2 separate regions of the Zea mays genome follow, and region 1 is linked to region 2. Evidence: chromatin contacts called from public Hi-C data. All regions are on one chromosome and are shown on one strand. The core of a region is the stretch at or near the end of the contact, and the rest is flanking DNA. Distances in the headings are between cores, read along the strand shown. Region 1 holds the start of LOC100283863. Region 2 holds the start of LOC100216647.

The links. A called contact is a pair of places that touch in the nucleus more often than the background predicts.
Region 1: a Hi-C map of leaf shows a contact between it and region 2, with 9 times the contacts expected there. The contact joins the promoter of LOC100283863 here to the promoter of LOC100216647 in region 2. A contact is called at or near these places in 2 of 25 Hi-C or Micro-C datasets (both in leaf).

The regions. Positions count from the first base shown.
Region 1 is chr1:285,253,629-285,258,336 of Zm-B73-REFERENCE-NAM-5.0, forward strand. LOC100283863 reads left to right here and starts at 2,906. Exons shown (of 9, transcript NM_001156761.2): 1 at 2,906-3,087; 2 at 3,352-3,482; 3 at 3,982-4,064. The coding sequence starts at 2,986. It overlaps LOC100194005, which reads left to right. Exons shown (of 5, transcript NM_001359363.1): 5 at 1-2,171. The coding sequence ends at 1,835.
Region 2 is chr1:284,572,465-284,576,963 of Zm-B73-REFERENCE-NAM-5.0, forward strand. LOC100216647 reads right to left here and starts at 1,355. Exons shown (of 6, transcript NM_001143058.1): 1 at 883-1,355. The coding sequence starts at 1,179.

The DNA.
Region 1 (4,708 bases), core at 1,656-4,155, 680 kb after region 2:
AGAATAGTTCAGCTGGATGGATTGCACGAAGTCCTCTGGAACCTTCTGTTATCAATAATTTTGCTAGAGTTGACCGTCCACATCATTCGAATCTGGGTACATTTACTGTCCCCATCTCTATTCCTCAAATAGACAATCCTTCAATTGTCTCCCCGATGGGTTCTTGCACAGCAGACCCAAGGAGCAGCATTGTCAACAATCCTGCTTTAATTCCAAGATTCAATGGGTCGTCAACCGTGAATTCGTACGCCAGTCTTAGTGCTGTGACACAGAGCATTGGAACTTCAATCCCAAAGCTGAAAAATGTGGATAACTTAGATAAACGCTATCCTGGTTTTCCACTTGATTCGTTTTCTGTGTCCCACTCACGACATCAGGTAGCAATTTCAAGTAACCTGGAGCAAAAGAACTCCCAGAAGTTTGAAGATTCAGATCAACAGTCCCATGGCAAGGGTATGAAGAACTTCAATTTGAATGAGACACTGTCAGATTGTCAGGAAGATGGTCTTGTAGAACAAGATGGGAGATGTGCTGCCAGTTTTCAGCATGGTAAAGACGGAGGGTCAGTATTCGGGATCTCTTGGCTCAAAAATAAAGCTGTGTCTGCTGATCCAACAGCTTTGGAGAAGGCAGGGAAGATTTTTGGCCATTCGTTTGGAACTACAATGGAGCTGAAAAATGCTAAAGACCAGAACGAACCAGCTGTGACTATTCGAAATTTGTCAGACTCTGCTTCGACATCTCTTGGCTGTGGAATTAAGAAGGATGGGCCTTCAGAAGACATTGCCACTGGAACTTTGCTGGTTTGTAATAAAGCCCAAGAGGACGCTACATGTTTACCCCTTTCATGCCAGAAACATGTGCCTAAAGATGGACAAGATGCTGATGGAGTCATCAAGATAAGTGGTGCCTCCATCAGGAATTTCATCGATCTCAATGATGCTGTGCCAAACGATGACAATTCTGAAGAATCAGTAGTGTCACATGAATGCCAGGCGGAACCTTCACGGAACAACCATCCTAAACGAGCATTTGTGATTGATCTAGAGGTGCCGGCTTGTGAAGAGGATGCTGCTTGGGATTTTGATCAAGAATGTGCACAGCCTAAACCTGATGCACACCAGGAAGTTGACGGCAGATCTGATACATCTGCTCTAGCTGCAGCTGAGAACATCGTAGCGTTGTCAAGGATTATTCCAACAGCTCTAGAGGCATCTGATGATATGTTGCAGTGGTTTGCAGATCTCGCTGTATTGAACATCAAGGACCTTGCTGAGCAAGCTGAACTCCAAGCTTGTACCAATGATTCCAGTAACGACGAGTCAGATTCATTCGAATCCTTGACACTGAAGCTGGAAGAGACCAAGATTGATGAGTACTGGAGCAGGCCACTGGAACCTGAAATCACAACCGATGAACAATTAATTTCAACTGCTCACCTTCTCACCAAGCCCAGAAGGGGCCAGCAAAGGAGGCGACGGCAGAAGCGGGATTTCCAGAAAGATATCTTGCCTGGCCTTTCGTCACTTTCCCGGCCTGAAATCATAGAGGATGTCCAGTTGCTTGAGGGGTTAGTCCAGGCTTCTGGTGGATCCTGGGAGTCGAGTTTAACTAGGCGAGGACGTTATGGTGGGCGGACTCGAGGTAGGAAACCTCGGAAAACTGTAGTAACTGTAATTGTAGAAGAGGAGGTCGAGGTTAGCCCACCGCCGAAACCTGTTGGCACTGGCGACCTCGAAGCCGATGGTAGGGGTATGGTTGGATGGGGCAGAACAACAAGGCGGTGTCGCAGAGCGAGATGTCCGTCAGGTAACAACTTGGCTGCTGCGTCTTGAGAAAGGGTATTGCCAGCAAGCATTGGACCTGATTAGGTACTTGGTGGTTCACAATTGTTATAGACTCCGATGGATGGACTGGTATAAGGTGATCACAGTCATGAGTGTACATACTCTGTCGGCGTATTGGCCTCACCCCAACTTTCATGCTTTTGGGTTGAAACATGGTTTACGTTCTTATAATAAGTTCCGTAAATTAGCTGGTAAGACATTTCTGCGACAGCATTGTATTAAGCTGTTCCAGGTTATGAGGTCCGGTATAAATTCATTGTGAGAAAAAAAACTGCAATGCCTGTAAACCACCTTGATCTCTGAAGATTAGCTCATCGCATGCGCAACAAAGGGTGTGAAAGACTTCGGGTCTGTATTCTTTTTTAGCTTATATATGCTCTGCCTAATTGGCTAGTACATATTCAGTATCCGAAATGCCCATTTATTTTTGTTTAGATACTGATTGGAAGCACCCAAATTTTAAGAACCTGTTTTATGAAAATTAAGGTGGTTCCAAACATAATAGTTTATATCCCAGTCTGTCTATAGAAACTGAATTCTTTCTTAAAAAAACTAGAAACTAGTCTCCTAACTAAAACCTGTTTATGAAAATTATGGTGGTTCCAAACACTATTAACTAGTTTTTTTATAAACCAGTTTTTAAAAATTAGAGATAGAAATTAGATTCTTAAAAAAACATATCGATTTATATATCAGTTTATAGGAATTAGATTCTCATTTTCTTAAAAACCAAGAAGCTGGTCTAAAAAATAAAAACTGGTTTTTTAAAAACTAGGTCCAGGTCGCATCCCAATGTTTCCGTTCCCTTTCGGCCTGCATATGCTTCTGCTATATATATGGCGGATGTTGTATTTGTTCAAATATTCGTCAAACTCCATTAATGAAAATAATTCAGAACTACCGGTAACTAATCTCACGGTTTTTATTGTTTTGGAAAACACGACAACTAATCATTGGTACCGGAGGCCCTGAACTACTGGGCCTAATCCGATTCAATATCTCGGCCCACGATGCAACGGGTGATCAGTTTTTCCCGTTCGAATTTCGGAGCCCTCCTCTCCTCCCCGCTCCAGCGCCCCTGCAGTTCTCGCTCCACTGACAGCTCGCCGAGGGGCCGCGCCGCGCTCGAGACCCGTCGATGGCGAGGCGGAGCCTGGCGGTCGACGCAACCGCAGGCGCCGCATCCCGGGTTCGGTTCGCGCCCACCTCCAATAACCTGCTCGTCTCCTCATGGGATTCGGTGAGAGCTCTCTCCCCGCCTCGCGGTTCCTTTCGGCTTAGGCATCCTCTCCTTGCCAGTTCTGCTTGGGTCGAGTTTGAGGGAGATGCGAACAGTTCTAAAATTTCTTTGAGGTTGGGGGGTGGGGTTGGGTGGGTTGTATTTTCAGTAAATCGCACCGGGTCCAGCTCATTTCGAATTCCAATTTGGGGCGCGCTCAGGTCGATTTAAAATTTTGGGGAGTTCGTTAGCAGTGTCTGATAGGGTTTTGCGTCGTCGTCGCAGGGGCTGCGGTTGTACGATGCCGACGAGGGCACGCTCAGGGTCAACGTGGAGTCAGAGGCGGCATTCCTCGACTGCTGCTTCGAGGATGAGTCTGCAGCGTTTGCCTGCGGCTCTGATGGATCTGTGAGAAGGTAAGATTTAAAATAGTTGCAATTCGTTACTGTCTCTGGCTGCATGATAGCATGAGTGTGCATCTTGTACTGACGGCCAACTTCCACATAATTTATGTCTTTGAAGTGGTAGCAATTAAGCAAAGGTCTACCAGTTACAATCTGTTAGGAGTAATCACAAATCTACAATTTGAACTTTTGTTGACTTCTTGAGATGGCATTTGATGTTAATGCATGACAGTGCAAATAAGGTATGATAGTTCCATTTATCCATGTTTCTTTGCTTCATGACATTCTTTAAGTGGGACATTTATAAGATAAACATAAACAATAATAATACTTACTCCACTAGCACTTTTTATGTGCAACCGCAACTACATTGAATCAGAGACGATTGTTGTTCGCCGCCTCCTCCTCCTCCTGCTGCTTACTCTGTCAAGTACAGCCGCATTGTCCATGTTAACTTAGTTTAACTTGGAAACTGTATACCATCCATTTACTTTACGGGCAACATTCTCAGGTACGACTTCCACTCAGGTTCGCAGGATACGGTGGGGCTCCATGAAGATGCACTAGCCTGCATTGAGTTCTCTTCACTGACCGGTAAACAATCTTATATCTTGACGATTTTGTGTTTATTACCTGGATCTTTTGGCACCGAATAACTCTATAGCACCCTATGTACATGTTCTCATCTCATCACCTGGTCCTGAAGTATTTGTATTGACATGATGTTTATTTTTGCATCAATTTTTTTTGGGTACTCAATTTTAAGACCAGTGTTGTATCTGAACCATCTCAAATGGGATCACTGAAATGTGCTGCTGAAGCTAAGGGGTGTTTGGTTCCCAACCTCCTAAAACTTTAGTCAGTTCAGTCACTTTTAGTTCCTAAAATACCAAATGGAGTGACTAAAATAAGTCTTCCGAATAGGATTTCTAGGGACTAAAGTTTAGTCCCAAAATTTAGGAGTGGGACTAAAGGAACGAAATACCCCCTTACTCTATCCATCTCAAAATAAGCGTACTTCTCGCTTCCGAAGGAGTTAATCTTTTTAGATTTGATCATATAAAAGAGTTACTAATATATTTTTACGATGAACTTATCTAGACATATAGATATTGATAGTATTTTTTATATACTTAGTTTTAAAAGTTTAACTTCTTAAATAAGAGATGTATTTATTCTGGAACGGAAGCGCTGCACTTCCGCTTTAGGTTTATCTGCCTTATATTTATTTTAGTGCC
Region 2 (4,499 bases), core at 105-2,604:
AACAGGTATCCACGTGCCTAAACCTTGACTTGTGGCTTATGTTGGGTTTCAACTCTAGCCTACCCTAACTTGCTTAGGATTAAAAGGCTTTGTTGTTGTTGTTAGTTCTGTTTCTGTACAGCAGGACTATATCAAATCTAAATATGGATGAATCCACTTATATTAGTAACAATACCAAGATGTGCACCTGAAATCTAAGCCTAATAACCAGACCAATGTGAAGTACTGTTTGACATCAACACCCAGCTACCATGGATTTTATTTTTCCTTAACCCATAAATCTTGCTACATGTTCATCATTCACATGACAACCAGGAACTTGCCATTTCCTTTTTGAAACCCACCAAAGCTTGCTACTGGCTCAACATTGAGATTCCCTGACCAGTGACCAGCTCCTAACCTACCCATCCTACCCATAGGATTCAATCACGATGTGGTCTTCAGCTATTCCATTACCAAGTTGAAAAATCAGAACACTACTCAGGTAGTCAGGTAGATAGGTACAACTCATGTTCACGAACAAGTTCATGATCTGAAAACTAACAAAGCATACAAACATAACTGATTATCATTCAAACCTGAAAATACAATCCAAAAGTTTCATGTTCTAGTATAGGTTTCTCATAGCTCGTTTTCACCATAAGTTAATCTCTCGTTAGTTCGACAATGACACTTCGACTTGCCCCTACCTTCAAGAAGAAATACCCCCTGCTTTTCACTAGTCATAACTAACTACACGCACAGCATAGCACTTTTTTCGTGGAAAGCATTCTCCTAGTAAACATCAAATGACCAAATCACCAACATCATCAAAGCACGGAGAATTTCATAACCAGGCAATACTGGACTTAGCTATAAGCAATAACGGCAGCCAATCCGAACCTGCAGGAAGCACCAGAGGAGGTTGAGTACGGCGACGACCCAGAGGAGCGCGTAGTACGCGACGACGACGACGTGAGAGCGGCCGTAGCTGATCCTACGGAAGCTCCGCCGCGCCTGCCATGCTAGGAATCCCACGAAGGCCAGCGACGGCAGCATCACCGCAAGGCTGTACAACACCCCGTGGCACTCCGACGCCCACCATAACAGCCCCTGCGACAACGCAGCACCGCCCGACGACTCGTTAACCTCCGGCGCCATCGCCAGCGCCATCCCGCCGTCCGCGAGCAGCGCCCGCATCTCCAACGCCGGACCGCACGCCGGGAAAGGGGGAGGGAGGTGGGTGCGCGCTAGGGTTTGGGTCGGTGGAGGGACTCAGTTCGGGTCTTCGGGAGGTGGAATTGCACGGAGATTGATTAGCTCGATTGCCCAAGGCAACGTATGGGGCTGTTTGGATCAAGGGAGATCTAACTTTTTGCCACTAATATGGATGCCACATCTTAGTTTACCACTGACTTATACGGGAGAGAGATGATTTCTTATCAAAATACCCTTTTGCTTACCTGGTGTGTCAAATAGGCAGTCCAGCGTGTCACCGGCGTGTCAGCTAAGGCAAAAGGCCATCTTGCCCTCTTCGATCTCCCTTCTTTCCCTGCATTAACGCACTCGCCAACAGCAAACTCACGTGGCTATTCTTCCCTCCCCTCCATCTATGGCGCCATACAGTTACCCCATTTATGTCATGAAAATGCTATGCTATTTTGGAGTTGAATGAACTGATCGCAATTATGCAGTACATAACTGTCATCATACTAACATAGTCCATACATAAATGTCATCAAACATAACTGCCATCATTCATAACTGACATCAAGGGGCATTGTTTTGGTCACATACATGATCAACCAGCACCATACAACACCGATATTGTTTTGGTCAAATACATGAACACCCAGGAACCATAAAATGACATTGTTTTGGTCACACTAGACCATAGAACATCGTAGCCTCCTCTTAATCTTGGTACAAAGCTTCTTCAAGGGAGAACATCTTTGCTTGTTTAATTGTAGGTCCAGGTTCTGTTGGATCTTTTATGGACTTGGCTCATTTATTCAATAAACTCTATGGTGTGTAATGATGTAGAATACCAATAATACCATATTGAAGTCCAAGGGTCTTTGGCTTGACTTATATGGTGGGAATTATTCCACTTAATTTGAGAAGTCAAGAAACGGATAAGGGTGTGCCACACGCGCGCGCGCCGCCGTCGCCGTCGCCCGGGCTCGGGCTTGGCGTGGCGTGGCGTGGTGTGGCAGGCAGGCAGCGACACGATGATAAAAGGGGAGAACGCCTGTCACATGGTACACGAGAGCAGAATCACAGTTCAGCCGCAAGAGTGGGTGTTTCCATCTCGTAGCTCTGCGCACATAGAGAAGCGAGAGGGCAGGTGCCTCCGAAGCCCTTGCCGTTCGAGACCTTGCATGGGGGATCGGCAATTAGGTTTTTAGGGAGCGTCTACGCGGCTGCCCAAAACATCTTCTTCTTCCTGGCGACATGACAAGGGAAGCTGGACAAGAATCTGGATCCTCAGAGCGCATGGGAGGGTATGATCAATTTTTCTCCTTACTGTTTTGCGTTCTGCAGATTATATATGCTTCATATATTCATATCTGTTGTTTCATATGTAGCCATGAATTCATCTCATTTGTTCTGTCATATTATAATATGTTATATCTATTTGTTTTAATTTTACAGTCATGTTGTTTATGTTGCTATCTGTTTATTTTCAGTTGTTCCATCATAATACATGTACCATGTTTATATGCTTATTATATTTATATGATTCATATGCTTTATGTTCTCATGATCCATATTTTTATGGATATATTTGAGATCACGATTTCTATGATTAATTATCTTTTATATGTCATCATCATAATGTTAATTTATGGAATCAAAATGATATGGAAATGCCTATATTTTAACAATCCAAAAACCTAATGTTAGGCATTTTTCTGTCAGAGGTTTTGCTGTTGTGCTAAAGCCTGATCCTTTTAATGGTAAAAACTTCTTGATTCGGAAAGCTAAAATGAAATTGTGGCTTACTGCAATGTCTTGTTTTCATGCCGTTGAGGGCAAGCCTGCCAACTTACCTCCTGAGGATGAGGCTAAGTTTAAGGCTAAAGACAACCTCTTTCGAGGAGCAGTAATTAGCGCACTTGATACAAAATTTCAGAAAAGCTATATCATCCTTCCTACAGGGAAAGAGCTGTGGGATGCACTTGTTGGAAAGTTTGGAGTAACTGACGCTGGTGAGTATTCTTGACACCGTGAACCATCTCAGTATAATGGTCAGCTATAATGTATCTCATGGAGCAGCTGTATGACTACAAGATGGTTGAGAACCGATCTGTAGTGGAACAGGCTCATGAGTTCCAGGCACTAGCTAAGGAACTCGAACTTTTTCCTTGTCCTTTGCCTGACAAGTTTGTGGTTGGCGGTATAATCGCCAAGTTGTCATCTTCTTGGAAGGACTTTGCTACCTCTCTCAAACATAAGAGATAAGAGTTCAATGTGGAAGAGCTCATTGGTACTCTCGATGTTGAGGAAAGGGCTAGAACGAAGGACAATGGAAAAGGTGTGGAGACCTCTACTGCTAATGTGGTGCAGAAGAGAAACTTCCGTAAGTTCAACAAGAAGAAAAACCAGAACAAACAAGAGAATACAAATAAACCTGTTCAAACAACACAGTTTAAAAAGAAGAACAACAACAATAACAAGGGAAAGGGAGGATGCTTTGTCTGTGGCAGTGATCAACATTGGGCTAGAGAGTGCCCTCATCGCAAGTTCACACAGGACAAGAAATCAGCTAATGTTGTAACCACTGAAACTGGAGATGGAACATCTGGGTATGGTAATTCTTTACCATTTGTTCTTTAAGTTTGTAATTTACCTGAGTGGTGGATGGACAGTGGTGCAAATATTCATGTGTGTGTTGATGCCTCTATGTTCTCCTCCTACCAGGTCAGGAGGTCTGGCGCCTTGTTAATGGGAAATGGGTCATGTGCTTATGTTCTTGGTGTTGGTACGGTCATTCTGAAGTTTACTTCGGGAAAGACGGTGTCTGTCGGTACCCTGAAACTAGGGTACCCCTTGTAAGGAAAATGGACCCCGGGCCTTTTGGCTAATTGAGTTTTGGTGTTTGATGAACAACACAATCCGTGAACTAATAAGGTTTCTAGTGTTTGTGTTTGTAGTTCACAGGATGCAAAGAGGATTGGACCAAGGCAATGAGGATGCAACACCTCAAATGAAGACATAAAAAGATGCATAGAAGTCCAAGACTCAAGAACAAAAGAAGCCCATAGAAATCAGCAAAGAAACCTGAGAAGAGGGCTGTCAGCCAGCGCCTGGTGGCGCACCGGACAGTGCACAGTACCTGTCCGGTGTGCACCGGACTGTCCGGTGGGACAACCGGACGGTCTGCGCAGAGAGGCCGCAGGTAGGCGCTCTCGGGCTGTAGCACCGGACTGTCCGGTGTGCACCGGACTGTCCGGTGTGCCAACGGGCAGACGGCAACGGTCGAATCCAACGGTCGGATCCAACGGTCGACTGCTACA